Linked DNA regions of Triticum aestivum: region 1 is linked to region 2. The links are chromatin contacts, called in public Hi-C maps. All regions are on one chromosome and are shown on one strand. The core of a region is the stretch at or near the end of the contact, and the rest is flanking DNA. Distances in the headings are between cores, read along the strand shown. Region 1 holds the start of LOC123129603. Region 2 holds the start of LOC123127533 (LRR receptor kinase SERK2).

What was found. Hi-C and Micro-C count contacts between places; a contact is called where the count stands out from the background.
Region 1: a Hi-C map of leaf shows a contact between it and region 2, with 3 times the contacts expected there. The contact joins the promoter of LOC123129603 here to the promoter of LOC123127533 in region 2. A contact is called at or near these places in 2 of 5 Hi-C or Micro-C datasets (both in leaf).

What each region holds. Positions count from the first base shown.
Region 1 is chr6A:352,377,710-352,385,073 of IWGSC CS RefSeq v2.1, forward strand. LOC123129603 reads left to right here and starts at 3,363. Exons shown (of 2, transcript XM_044549705.1): 1 at 3,363-3,548; 2 at 3,682-4,185. The coding sequence starts at 3,363. The coding sequence ends at 4,065.
Region 2 is chr6A:351,957,029-351,964,406 of IWGSC CS RefSeq v2.1, forward strand. It overlaps LOC123127533 (LRR receptor kinase SERK2), which reads left to right and starts at 3,202. Exons shown (of 12, transcript XM_044547264.1): 1 at 3,202-3,369; 2 at 3,451-3,695; 3 at 4,310-4,442; 4 at 4,525-4,596; 5 at 7,343-7,378. The coding sequence starts at 3,335.

The DNA.
Region 1 (7,364 bases), core at 2,113-4,612, 420 kb after region 2:
CGTAATACTCCATGGTATGTTAATTATGCTAATTACATTGTTTCTAAATTTATTCCATCTAGTTTCACATAACAACAAAATAAAAAGTTTTTCTATGATTTAAGACATTACTTTTGGGATGACCCACACCTTTATAAAGAAGGAGTAGATGATGTTATTAGACGTTGTGCACCTGAGCATGAACAGGAACAGATCCTACGCAAGTGCCACTCCGAGGCCTAGAGAGGACACCACGCTAGAGATAGAACTGCACATAAGGTATTGCAATCTGGTTTTTATTGGCCTACTCTCTTTAAGGATGCTCATAAGTTTGTCTTGTCTTGTGCTGAATGCCAGATAATTGGCAATATTAGTAGACGTCAGGAAATGCCTATGAATTATTCACTTGTTATTGAACCATTTGATGTTTGGGGATTTGATTATATGGGACCTTTTCCTTCCTCAAATGGGTGTACACATATTTTAGTTGCTGTTGATTATATTACTAAGTGGGTATAAGCTATTCCAACTAGTAGTGCTGATCATAACACTTATATTAAGATACTTAAAGAAATTATTTTTCCGAGGTTTGGAGTCCCTAGATATTTGATGACTAATGGTGGTTCACATTTTATTCATGGTGCTTTCCGTAAATTGCTTGCTAAATATGATGTCAACCATAGAATTGCATCTCCATATCGCTGTCAGTCTAGTGGTCAAGTAGAATTGAGCAATAGAGAGATTAAATTGATTTTCAAAAGACTGTTAATAGGTCTAGAAAGAACTGGTCTAAGAAACTTGATGATGCATTATGGGCTTATAGAACTGCCTATAAGAATCCTATGGGTATGTCTCTGTATAAAATGGTTTATGGAAAAGCATGTCACTTACCTCTTGAGCTAGAACATAAATCTTATTGGGCAATCAAAGAGCTCAACTATGATTTCAAACTTGCCGGCGAGAAGAGATTATTTGACATAAGATCGCTTGATGAATGGAGAACCCAAGCCTATGAAAATGCCAAGTTGTTAAAAGAAAAGGTTAAAAGATGGCATGAAAAAGGATACAAAAGCATGAGTTTAATGTAGGTGATCATGTTTTGCTATACAACTCTCGTTTAAATTTTTTTATAGGAAAGCTTCTCTTTAAATGGGAAGGTCCTTACATTATCGAGGAGGTCTATCATTCTGGTGCCATCAAAATCAACAACGCCGAAGGCACCAACCCGAAGGTGGTAAACAGTCAAAGAATCGAACATTATATCTCAGGTACTCTCATAAATGTTGAGTCCAATATAATTAATACCATAACACCGGAGGAGTACATAAGGGATAATTTCCAAAACGTTTCAGACTCTAAAAGGGAATAGGTATGTGGTACGATATGTAAATCGACTCCAAAACTGTTCTAATGGCAATTTTTCTCCATTCTAGAATATTTAAAAATTAGGAAAATTAAAAGTAGTCCGAAATATGCATGAGGAGACCACCAGGGTGGAGGGCGCGCCCTACCCCCTGGGCGCCCCCTGCCTTATGGCCACCTCGTGTGCCCTCCGGACTTTGTTTTCTTGCACAATACTTCTTTTGGTCGGTAAAAATTCATTATATAATTTTCTGAAGGTTTTGACCACTATACCACGATAAAATTCTTTGTTCTTGTTTCTTGCTGTTTTGCCTTGACAAATTTGAAAATATGTCGTCCCAAGATTCAGAGAGAGGGAGCTATATAGCTGATTATATCGCAAACCCAAAGGCCTACGGGGATGTGGAGCATTATGGTTGGACCACAGAGGAAGAAGAAGACTATGATCCAAAGGGAAGGGAGGAGACAAGCTCGGAAGAAGATGAAGTCCCACTATACCAACCTGGAGACATGCACGTGGAGTTCAAAAAGTCAAGTCTCCCTAATAAATCAAAGAAAATTAAGATCGAGTTTATCCTTTTTCATCTCTTGCAGGAAAACGAACATGATCTATGTAAAAAGATATTAAGGTTTGAGCAGGAGATCGATGACTTAAGGAAGGAAAATTCTATCCTCAAGCGTAAGCTGAGAAAGGACACTACATCAACAACTCCATCGTCATCACCTCCGAAGAAAGAAACATAAAAACATGGGTATGGGTACTCCCCTTAGCTACCGCCAAGCTTGGTGGAGATGCCCCGGTATTGTATCACCATCACACCTTTACCTTTATCATTTTTCTTAATTCAATCCTTTTGGTTATATCTTGATCTAGTAGAATAAAGTTTTAGTATGATTTAGCTTTGAGTTTTGTTTTGAGATCTATATATGTAATCGACTCCTTGAGTTATTCTAACATATAAGGAGGCTGGACGACCGGCCCACCCGAGAGCTCCTTCGATTTTGCATCGTTCTGACCCTTCGATCATGCCTGGTCGCGTCAACGCTTGTGTGCCAGCCGTTTGATTTTTGCAGTTCGTTTTGACCTGCGGTTGTTTTGTCGATGCACGATGACTGATGGGCTTTGCTAGGCCTTGGATTGGCTGGGTTAAAATCTCTCGCGTGAGCCATTCCCGCTGCGTCGCGTGGCTCGATGTGCGCAGACCGCGTCGTGCGTTGTGGGCGAGCAGCGAAGGGGTTGGCCGACGCGTATGTACCTGGTTTCTGCACCCGCTTCTGTGATGGGTAGGCCGATGCTGATCCTGGTCCCACTCGTCGGCTGGGGTGGCTGTATCTTCACGGTCAACTGTTCCTGTCGTAGTGGTCCTCACGCGGTGCCCGCATCGTGCGTCGTGCGTCGTGGGGAGTCGTTGTGTCAACTTTGCTACAGCTACGGACATTTGTTACGGGTTGCAATCTACAGGAGTACGTGGGGTAAATTAATTGGAAATTAACGGGGGTCACACCACTGAATTCACGAGGGAGGAGGGATTACAGGTGGGGCCATAGTTATGGTGCTACCCGTAAGTTTAGAATTTTCGGTCGTTGTGTCCTGCGGCAGCTGCAGAGGGGTGGGCAGATGCATGTGGATAGGGATTGGACGGACATAACCACACGCGCGATCCACACCCACTCCTCACGCGGTGCCTCCTCCTCCTCCCTCTCACAGTCGCTGCACCGTTGTGTCCTGCGGCAGCTGCAGAGGGGTGGGCAGATGCAAAGGACGACAGCGGCGGCGCGTAGGAGAGAGAAGATGAGAGGGAGAGAGAGAAGGAGAGGAGGGAGAAAGAGAGGAAGAGGATAGGAGGCAAGGCGTCGGATGTGAGAGAGCAGGGGAGGGCCAAGAGGCCAGCGGTGTGGGCTGGAGCTGAGAGGCCGGAGACCCGGGCGGCGGACGCCTCACGAGGTGGCGGAGAGGCCGGCGATAGGGAAGGAGCAAAATCGTCATGGATCTGTAGGGAAGGTGAGGTCCTGACGGCTGAAGATGGTGCGCAGCCGGCGACGCGTCCTCCCCGCTCTCGCTCGCTCGCATCGTCTTCGAGATCGCGGGCTCGGCGCACCTCTGGTCGTGCCGCCGCGAGTATGTCCGCCTCTGGTGGGATCCCGCCTCCATGCGCGGCCACGTCTGGCTCGACGCTAGCGCGCCCGGCGCGCCGGGGCCCAGCGCTGCCGGGGAGGACTAGCTCCTGCCGATCCGGGTGTCCGAGGACACCTCGCGCTTCCGGTACACCAACCCGACGGGCCACCCTTCTGGGCTCCGGATCACGCGCATCGCTGCCGAGGCCGTGCGGCTTGTGGGAGGCGGGGGCGCGCGGTGGGTGGTGCTCGTGGACGACGACACCGTGCTGTCCCCGGACAACCTGGTGGTGTGCTCGGGAAGTACGACTGGAGGGAGATGGTGTACGTCGGGGCCTCGTCGGAGAGCCACTCGGCCAACACCTATTTCAGCCACGGCCCCTCGCCGCTGTGCTCGCGCGGACACTCGACGTGTGCATCGAGAGGTACCCCAGGCTGTATGGAAGCGACGACCGCCTCCATGCTTGCATCACGGAGCTTGGCGTACCCCTTTCGCGCGAATATGAATTCCATCATGTATGTTTGGGTGTTCATATTTTTGATAGACAAACACTAATAGGTGCACTTGACTGTTTGAGGAAATGCCAACTGAAAGCGAAATTCAGTTAGAACTAGCCTTTTGCATGTGTGTTCTTGATGCTTCATGTACGACCACATAGTAGGGACGCAATAAATATTTCTTAGCTAGGTTGCTTGCCTAATGAAGCTCCCATGTGGACCATTTACTCCTCTGTGTTATTGGAATTTGTTTGCGGTGTTTGCTCAGGCTGAAGAAATTCATGTCGTTTTCCTTCATTTATTTTCTTTTATGAGTAAGTACTACTCCCTCCGTCCGGGAAAAGTTGTCTTCATGGTCTTTTTCTGAAAACACCCCCAGTGAATTCCCGACAAACCCGCAGCTCCCCGTCGTCTCCCCCGCCCCTCTGTCGTGCTCCCTCGCGCCTCGGCAGCTCGGCTCCTCCGCAGCCCCCCGCAGGTCCCCGCGTCGCCGGAGCTCTCCTGCCCCAAGCCTCCCCCACCCCACGCCTCCCCCACCCCACGCCTCCCCCGCAGCTTCCCTCTCCTTGTTCCCCTCCTCTTTCCCCGTGGTGATCCACGGCGAGGAGAAGGCTCGATTTTTCTTCGATCTACTCGGCGGCGGCCATTTCCAGGTCCTCCTCCTCGGCGCTGCGGCGGCGGGGCCGAGCAGAAGAAGTGGATGCGCGAGTATGCGGCAAAGGAGGTCACCTTCGGCATTGGCGCGCACGCCGGCATGCTGCGGTGCGTTAACGAACTCGCGAACGCCGTCAAGGTCACCATGTGCGGTGCGAAGGGAGGGGCCGCGGCGGCGGCGCCGTGGTGGAGGCTTCCCGTGGAGGTGCTGCTACTGTGGGCGACGCGCGCAGCGAGGAGCGCGTGGTCGGTGCCCGTCGCCATCGCGCTGCTCGGGATCGCCGTGCGGGGCCGCCGGATGCGGAGGCAGAGCAAGGCCGTGGCGCGCTTGCGGCTTGTCCTTGACGATAAGGTCAGGCCCTTTGCCCCTTTCAGCCCCATGCCGCGTCCCAATCGCTTGATATTGCCCCGCTGTGCTTGTGCTTGATGTGATCTTTGTGCTTCACGGGAAAAATGTTGAAATTCAGTTTGCAAAGAATTGCATTGAACCTCTCTGCAAATTCCTGAACTTGACGAACCAGCTCAACAAGCTGCTATTTTTAGCATTCCCCTTCCTTTTTTGTGCCTGCAGGACTATAGTAGGTTTTGATGCTAGTTCAGTGATTTAATTGTTATAGCTCGCTGCAATGTGATGTTCAGTCATTAGTGCCTGCAGTACCAAATGTGATGTTTGATGTTTGCAACTTGGTCATAACTCTGATTATCCAAACCAACATCAACATTTACTCATCTGCTAACTTATGCTTCCTCAATGGTGGGCAGGTCTAGGTTATTCAGGCCAATGACAGGTATTCCTTCAGGAGCTGCTAGCTAACAAAATTGTCCATTGTAGTTCAGTGATTGCACAAAATGTGTCCAAAATCTAGCCTAATTTATTTACTGTCAATATCCTGTGTTGTAATTCAGATGTTTACAAATTCAGTGCCACACTGAAATTTTGATCTACCTTCACCAAGTTCAGTAAATCTTAACTCTTAATGTCAGATTGTTAATTCTGAAACTGTGATTTCTGGAGTACATGTGGAGTAGTAGGATCTGAAGATTTTGTGTGTCTAGATGTCGTTGCTGGAGTACATTATCTACCAAAATCACCGCAATCAAGAGTACACAAAGTCTAGATATGCACCATGTTCCTGTTAATTCTGAAACACACCCTGTTAGTTGCTACTCCATCTAACAGTGTTGCCACCATGTTCTTGTCCTGTTAATCAAGAGTGCTACTCCATCTAACTGTCATGAGGGATTATATAGGGTGAATTTGCAATGCAATGCCAGTACTACACCTGACGATTTGCAACGCCAGTGTGAATTTGCAGTGCAAAAAAATCGTGAGAAATTAGAGTTTCTCAGATAAATTGTGAGAAAATTAGAGTTTCTCAGATATGCCAGCAAGAAAATTCCTGTTGTTAAATTTACTGAAAATTCAGTTAATTTGGCTTTACTGTAAACTTTACCGAAACTAAATTCAGTTAACTCCTTACAATAATTTGGAATTTGACCACAAGGAGCAGTCAACAAGAATGTTCCAATGAACCATTTTTTGGATGACCCATAAGACTAACTGAAGAAAACCGTATGTATAAAGACTGCAACTTTTTGATTGAAAATGTTATTCTCCTGGTCAAGACTACAACATTTGATTGATTGTTTTGAAAAATATACTGCTGTCTTGAGGAATCTGGTGGAACGTTGATTTGTTTCCAAAATAAATTGATTGATTGTGCACTGAAAATATTTGGAAATATACTCCAGACTTGAGGAATTGGTGGAATCATATTGATTCTTTCCAAAATAAAATTGATTGATTGTGCACTGAAATTATTTGGAAATATACTCCAATCTCGAGGAACCTGGTGGAATCATATTGATTGTTTGTTTCCAAAAATGGATTGTTAATTTGCTTCCAAAAAATGATTGATTGTTTGTTTCCAAACATCTTCATGCGTCCAGCAGGTAGGCGGCGGCGGAATGCCTACGAGAGGCGGGGCCGGTGATTGGATTCGTAGCAGCAGCAGCAGAGGCGGGGGCGGGGAAAGAGCGTTTGGCTACCAGCTCGGTGACCGTCGGGTGGGCGATTCCGTCACTTAGGTGGCCGGCGGAATCACGCAGGTAGGCGGCGGCGGAATCGCGCAGGTGGTCGGCGGTTGGTCCTGGCGACGCGCGGTGGAATCGGGGACCAGCTCGCCTCCGGTGGGCGGCGGAATCAATGGGCAGCTGTTCTCGGGTGGGCGGCGCGGGTGTTCGTGGGTGTCTGCGATCGCCGGAATCGCCAGCACGGCGGCGGAATCCGACCGCGCCGGCCCCTGGCGACGGGAGGACGGGCGGAGGGAGGAGAAGGAGACTGGTACCTACTTCAGACAGTTTTCAAATTTCGAGGGTTGTTTTGCAAAAAGAACATTACACTGCGCTCTGGACAACTTTTCCCGGACGGAGGGAGTACCTTTGGCAATTGCTCTGTCCAGCCTATTAATCACCGATAAAGGTTTTGATGCAATCTACGGAATAAGCTCACATTGTTGATTGCAGGATCAGAAGATGCTTTACACATAATTGTGTGATGCTCAGAGACATTTTGCACAACGGAAACTTCTTGTGAAGCTTGATCTTATTCAGGTGCCTAACTGACTACGGCTTACTAGGTGTTTGTGCTTACCAGTATGCCAGAAACTTCTTGGAAGCTCGCCGTTTCAGGTGCCTAACTGACTGCCGCTTTCTATGTTCATGCTTATTTGCAGCCAGATAGTGATTTTGGGCTG
Region 2 (7,378 bases), core at 1,952-4,451:
CTCTTGGGAGTCGCTCTCCCGAGGGTCATCTTTATTTTACCCCCCCCCCCGGGCTAGTGCTTCTCTAAGTGTTGGCCCAAACTTGGCGATGTCCAGCGCCCCCTAGGCAACCAGGGTCTATGCCAACCCGACGTCTTGCCTATCAGGTGTGCCCTGAGAACGAGATATGTGCAGCTCCTATCGGGATTTGTCGGCACATTCAGGCGGTCTTGCTGGTCTTGTTTTACCATTGTCGAAATGTCTTGTAACCGGGATTCCGATACTGACCGGGTCTTCCTGGGAGAAGGAATATCCTTCGTTGACCGTGAGAGCTTGTGATGGGCTAAGTTGGGACACCCCTGCAGGGTTTTGAACTTTCAAAAGCCGTGCCCGTGGTTATGGGCAGATGGAAATTTGTTAATGTCCGATTGTAGAAAACTTGACTCTTAACTTAATTAAAATGCATCAACCGCGTGTGTAGCCGTGATGGTCTCTTTCCGGCGGAGTCCGAGAAGTGAGCACGGTTCTTGTGTTATGCTTGAACGTATGTAGTTTCAGGATCACTTCTAGATCACTTTTAGTTCACGACCGTTGCGTTGCTTCTCTTCTCGCTCTTATTTGCGTATGTTAGCCACCATATATGCTTAGTGCTTGCTACAGCTCCACCTCACTGCCCCTTTCCTACCCATAAGCTTAAATAGTCTTGATCTCGCGGGTGTGAGATTGCTGAGTCCTCGTGGCTCACAGATACTTCCAAACAGTTGCAGGTCCCGATGATGCCAGAGCAGGTGACGCAACCAAGCTCGAGTGGGAGCTCGATGAAGATCTTAGTCGTTGTTTTGTGTCTTTTCCGTTTGATCAGTAGTGGAGCCCAGTTGGGGCGATCGGGGATCTAGCAATTGGGGTTGTCTTTCTTTATTTTGGTTCCGTAGTCGGACCTTGATTGTATTCTGGATGATGTATGATATACTTATGTATTGTGTGAAGTGGCGATTGTAAGTCAACTCTTTATCACTTTCTTATTCAGTACATGGGATGTGTAAAGATTACCCCTCTTGCGACATGCCTACTATGCAGTTATGCCTCTAAGTCGTGCTCCGACACGTGGGAGATATAGCCGCATCGTGGGTGTTACAAATTGGAAGTGTTGTAATCTTTCACATTATAAAGAGAACAAAAGGTAAAACGTTGGAGTTTATTCTGCTTCATTTGTGAAATCGTACACGCATATAAAATTCATTGAGCAGACATATAGCTTGGAATAAAATTATATTGGAAAGAATTATATTTATTAAACGGGTGAAACAAACTAACCAGATACATCTCCATGAGCAACAAAATGTCTGCCCAAATCTGTGGGATATGAGATGCATACATGTTGCAGAATATCTTTACTTTCCTGTAGGCACCGTACAATGGTCACTCAAAAAAAGATAGAGTGAACGATATAAAGAATAACGAGTAAGGCAAGAAATATGCAATTTGATGAGTAAGGAACACATGTGTAATAGAGAATTATAAATGATGTTACTTCTGTAATTTCCTTGTGAGAGAAGTATATTACCTTATGAAAGCAAAGCAGTCATGTGAGATAGAGATAACTGCGAAAATAGAAAAATATGATAATAAACTTGCAATATAGAATCAGAAATCTTTGTAGCCCTAGAAGTTTATCTATCCATATTGTATTGGAAAACGAAAACCATTATTCGTAGAATTTTATCTATACATGTTAATGTTTAAGCATAAATTATGATGACAATACAAAATTAACTATTGTAAGAAAATGATCTCAAATTCAAGTTGTTCTTCAATGGAAATTCAATAACACACCCAACAAGATGCATACATAAGGTTACAACCCGGTATTTACTCCATCATCACCTACACAATTAGAAGAATGCTTTGTTAATTTTTTTTAAAAAGGTGCTAAGATGGATGCCAATTAAAGGTAGGAGAGGGAAACAATATATAAGCTTGTCTTTGATCAGTCATATAAATGACATCAGATCAACAAGCACTATTGCCCGTGATTTTTCACGTGACAATATATTGCCTACCGGTTTTTTCCATGCCACAGGAGTCGTCCCTTACCGTCTTCGTAGTCTCTTCCTCTCAGGTAATAGCACATGTTGCCGTGTTGTGAGTAGATCAACAACCAAGCCGAGAAGCAAGACGAAAGGATTTCCGCCTACTACATGCTCGAAGGAGTTCGAACCCCCGCCACTCAGAGTAGGTTGAGGAGTCGCGCCTCACCGGCGGCGACGCCAATCCAGATCCTCCTTGAGGCCGTCATCGATGGGTGGACATGGAGGGAAACATTGGTGCATCTCGGGAGTCGGGAGCGAGGGAAGGGAGTGTCGGCGATGGCGAAGAGAGTAAATCGGGTGTGGGAAACCCTAACTGGCCAAGAGGGAGACAGAAGAGACCGTAAACGTACATCGGGAAACAAAAGACGCAGTGCTGATTTTTTCTCTGAGCTTTAATAGTAGAGATGCTTACGGATGCGGGGGTGATTGATTTGGATGGCCTGCCCATGTGTGTTTAAGGAATGATTGATCTGAACTGATTTGGATGGCCTGCGCATGCGTGTTTTCTAGTTTTTTGGTATGTGATCTTTTGTTACGGAACAGACATATGTTTTGGTAGGTGTCTCACAGGACATACCATATAGTCAGAGATAGCAGAGATTTTGTGCGTGATTTTTTTTTTCTAGGCAAAGGGGATGTTGCAAGTGCACGGAAGCAACAACATAAGGTAAGTGCAATCTTAGAAGTACGTGATTTTTACCCCTTTTGCAATGATCTGTAAAAAGATAAAAACCAATGGTACAGGGATGGTGGGAGGTGGAAGAAAATAAAATCAGACGAAAATAAACCGAACTATCAAGCTACCAACTACTTCATTTTTAGTAGTAAAAAGATACTTATTCCTTGGTTCACAAGGTCAAAACAATGATTTTGCTCTAGCCTCTAGGGGCGACGAGGGGGCGAAAAGGACCGCGTCCACGAGATCCTTGGCGCACCGTCAGCTGCTCCCTCCGTATTGAGTGCTGCTATGCACACGATACTCTTGGACGATTCTTGGACGATAATGCAAATCAGACCATCTATATAAAGGACTAGGTGCAACACAGCCAGTGGATTAAACATATCGTCGCTGAATCGTCCAGCAGTATCGTCTGTGAAGTAGTTTCGCTCCGTATTCTTCTCACTAGCCCCACCGCAACACCCCATGTACTCCTCCACCACTACTCCCTCTCGCTTTCATGTGGGCCCTCAACTCCGTGACCCACAAGTCGGCCAAGTTGTAAGATTCCTGTAAGCTGTAGCCTTCTCCTCCCCCAGCATAGGCGATGGTCCCGTCGCCCAGTAGAACAATTTACTACAGGTTGGAGCATACACACACGCACTACGAACTTAATTAAAGCTACTAGAGAAATTTATCCCACCCGTTCCTCGCTTTCATCAGGGAAGAGAGAGGGAGGAAGAAAGCTATCAACGGCGACGCGGCGGTCCAGCAGATCCGTACTGCTCGGGGGATCTGGGGGAAGGGAGAACCGGCGGGGGCCGCCTATGCGTCGGTGAGGTGGGGCCCAGTAGGCGGTAGAGCAGGAATGGCGGCGGCGGTGTTGGGGAGAGGGAGGTGGCGACCGGTGGTCGTCGCTGTGTTGATGGTTGTTGCGGGGGTGGGCCATGTCTTCGCCAACACGGAGGGTAAGCTGCTTTGATCTGCTACATGGCCGTTGATGTGGGGATGCTGGTCGGTTGGTTTGGTGTATGGTTACTGATTTTCGGTTGCTTTTATTAGCACAAGCTTGAGATGAAGGGTTGGGCGGGCGGTCTCATCCTGTACTTTCCTATTCGTGTAGTCGAATTGGTTGGAAGGGAATTTATGGTTCCGTATAGTTGATTTTCATAGTCTCTACTAGTTGGGCCTGATTGGTCTGCTTTGTGTGTGTAAGGATAGAAATCTGGTTCCTTTCTTCTTATTCCTTCCAAAGTGGAAGAAAACACGCTAATGAGGAATTGCTATTTTGACTCTCAGGTGAGATATTTCATTTGATCTGTGTTTGAGTCAAGGCGGGTGCATTCTTATAAAGGCTAGTGATAAGAAATCCTTTTTTGCACAATTGCATCATCAAACAGTATACAAATTGATGAGCTGCTTGATAGTATATTTACTTTGATGATGATTACATAGCTTTTGCCCAGCATACCTGTTTCTTTGCAATACTGTTCCATATATAGTCACTCAAGGAGCTTCTTTATATATTCTTCATAAGCTTCTATCTGTCGGCCCATGCTAATTTACCTTTTGTCGATAATAGGTGATGCTCTGTATAACCTGCGTCAGAGTCTGAAGGATAGCAACAATGTATTGCAGAGTTGGGATCCCACTCTTGTTAATCCTTGTACATGGTTTCATGTTACATGTAACAATGATAACAGTGTAATTAGAGTGTAAGTTGACGAAAAACTCTCAGCATGCATACCAAAGGGTTCAAGAGTGATCATCTTCATAATACCCTTTTGCTCTTTTCAGTGACCTTGGAAATGCACAATTATCCGGTGTACTAGTGTCCCAGCTTGGGCAGCTGAAAAATCTCCAATATTTGTAAGTTCTGGATGCAATGCACTAGTTTTTTCAAACTGTAGACTGGCACTTAAGACATCTTACATGCAAATTCAGTAAAATGTAGTACTAAAATCTTGCCACTTCATATATTCATATAACATCTTATTGTTTATTTACTCTTAATCGTTTGGTGTCGATTGTGTGACTTGCATCTATTGTACTCTAGAGGAACACATGCCTTACATAGAGGGGTTACAACCGCAGATACACTCCACTTAAAGAAATCCTTTCCTAATTCAAGCACTTCCCTAACTTATCTCCAACTCCTGGAGTCCTAACTTACTTGGCAAGAAATATCAACACTAAGCAACTTGGGTTCTGCAACCTTAGGTGTGCCCAACTCTTCTGCCTAGCTGCCGCTAACCAGGTCTCGGTAGTTCCACATGACATGGGCAGTGGTGAAAGGTCAGATCATGTGCCGACAGTGCAACTAATCAACTAATCGAGTAGCCCTTCATCAGTGTGTGCCTGATATTGCTATGAACTTCGCCGAAGGTTTCCTTCTGTGTCAAATTGGCTATCCTGACGATCATCGGCAACTTCTCCAAATATGCCCACTTCGTCCCTCTACATCATCCTTATTCACTTAGCTCTATGGCTCAGGTCTTATTTGATTAGGTGCATGGCATCCCAAGTTTCATTATCTGGCACATTCTTGTTTGTGATCAATGGAAGATTGGTACCATGATTCCCGTCATGTTGCAAGGGTGTGTACTTTGAACTATGTCTTTCGTCCTATGTACCTGCCATGCTCATGGAACTAGGCAAATCTTGGTAAGATGGACTTGTCTTCCAGAGTGAGGCTGTATAGGAGAATATTGCACAAACCAAGCAGCACTAACCTTTTCCCAGCTTCAGGGTGAGTTGTTTGCCATGAAGAGGGGTGATGACACTCACGTGGGAACCCTCCTACTGCCGGAGATTTAGGGCTATTAATGGTCAGACACAAGATTTATCTGTGGTTGGGCTGAATCTAGGATTGTTATTCATTGACCAACACTTAATGGCTAGGAGTTTGAAGTAAGAGCAGGTGTTGAATCAGGGAAGCTATATTGAATTTAGAGTTATGTCTGGTTGAAACCCCTCTATAGAAGGGGATTGAAGTATCAGTAAGGGAAAGCAGTAATTACTCTATGTCTCTATCCTCCCATTCCTGATTTTCTCTCCTCACTCCTCGGCCTCAGGGCCTCTAAGCATGTGGAAGACAGCTGGTCCCAAACTAGGGTTTGGCATCTCTCAAGCCTGTAATGCACTCACTGTGGGATTACATATGAGTTAACTTGCTATTTGATTTACTAAGTTGGGTCTATTTATACCCTTCACACGAGTTATGATTGGTCACGAATGGCACACCTGCCTCCTAAATTTTACTCCAATGCCAAAAGCCCCTCCCAACCTGCATCACTGCCCTGCAGTAGTGTACCGTCTTTGGCGGAGATGGCCTAACTAATCTGTTTACCGTATCTTAGCACTAGCCGTACAGACAAGATCCTTGTGCACAACGATAGTGAACTGAACCTTGCGATGAAGCTTCAAATATTTTGGGTAGATATCCAGAAACTCTGTAACCTAAATGCACAATCCTAGTTTGGGAGCCTTGGTGCAGCGGCAAAGCTGTTGCCTTGTGACCATGGTCACGGGTTCGAGTCCTGGAAACAGCCTCTTGCAGAAATGTAGGGAAAGGCTGCGTACAGAAGACCCAAAGTGGTCGGACCCTTCCCTCTGGACCCTGCGCAAGTGGGAGCTACGTGCACCAGTCTGCCCCTTTTTTTATATCCAGAAACTCTGTAACCTATGTGGCACATAATCCTTGTAGATTTGCTACCGCATTTGCTAGGACTGTCAGAAATGTCCAAAAAAAATCTTGAAGAAAAGGCACCCAAAGGGCGTCTTAGATCTGATAATTATCAAGGAAAAAAGCCAGCACAGTGGAAAGATAACTGGACACAGAATTGACCAGTAAAAAATAAAATTACATTGAAAATCATACTAGCCTTCTTCCTTTGATTGTACACCGCCTGCCGGAGATTGAAAATTGCACTGAACCAACAGTAAAGGACAGGGACACCTGCAAATGCCCTCGCCATACCGTACTTTAAAGACCGGAATAGCCACTCGCCGCTTGGGACGAGATCTAGAAATCGCTGAAGAAACATCGGCTGGAGCATCACACTACGCAGAACAGGCTTACGATCCATTACCACTGGTCTAGAGAGTTGGAGAGAAAACCGGACCATGCCGCATAACAACATTGAAGAAGATGTCGAAGTAGCCACACCAATGGCCAACCAACTGCTCTCCTTGATAGACACACAAACTAAAGAGAGCCAACAGATCTGGCAGGCCCTTTGTCGTCGTCGAGGTAGGGGGAGGGGGGGGGGGTGGATAGACCTTATTCCAACACGCCCACCTCGTCGATGCCGCTAGGGAAACAAAACGTTAGGGAAAGAAAAACAAAACGGATGATGAGGCCGCCAGATGTGGGAGAGGAGGGGGGCCGAGGTGACGGCATGGAGGAGACCTTTTGGAGCGGTGGCTAGGGTTGGGAACAGGAGACAAAACTGAATGCTCAATTTTTGTAGATTTATACACTTGTGCATGCCATTTTGAAGATGTTATTTTGCTTATATTCTGTGTTTTCTTCTGTTAGTTGTTTAGTATATATTTCCTCACTTCTAAATGTTTCTCTACACTTGAAAACTGATATGTGTTCCTTTGGTTATAGGGAGCTTTACAGCAACAACATAAGTGGGCCAATACC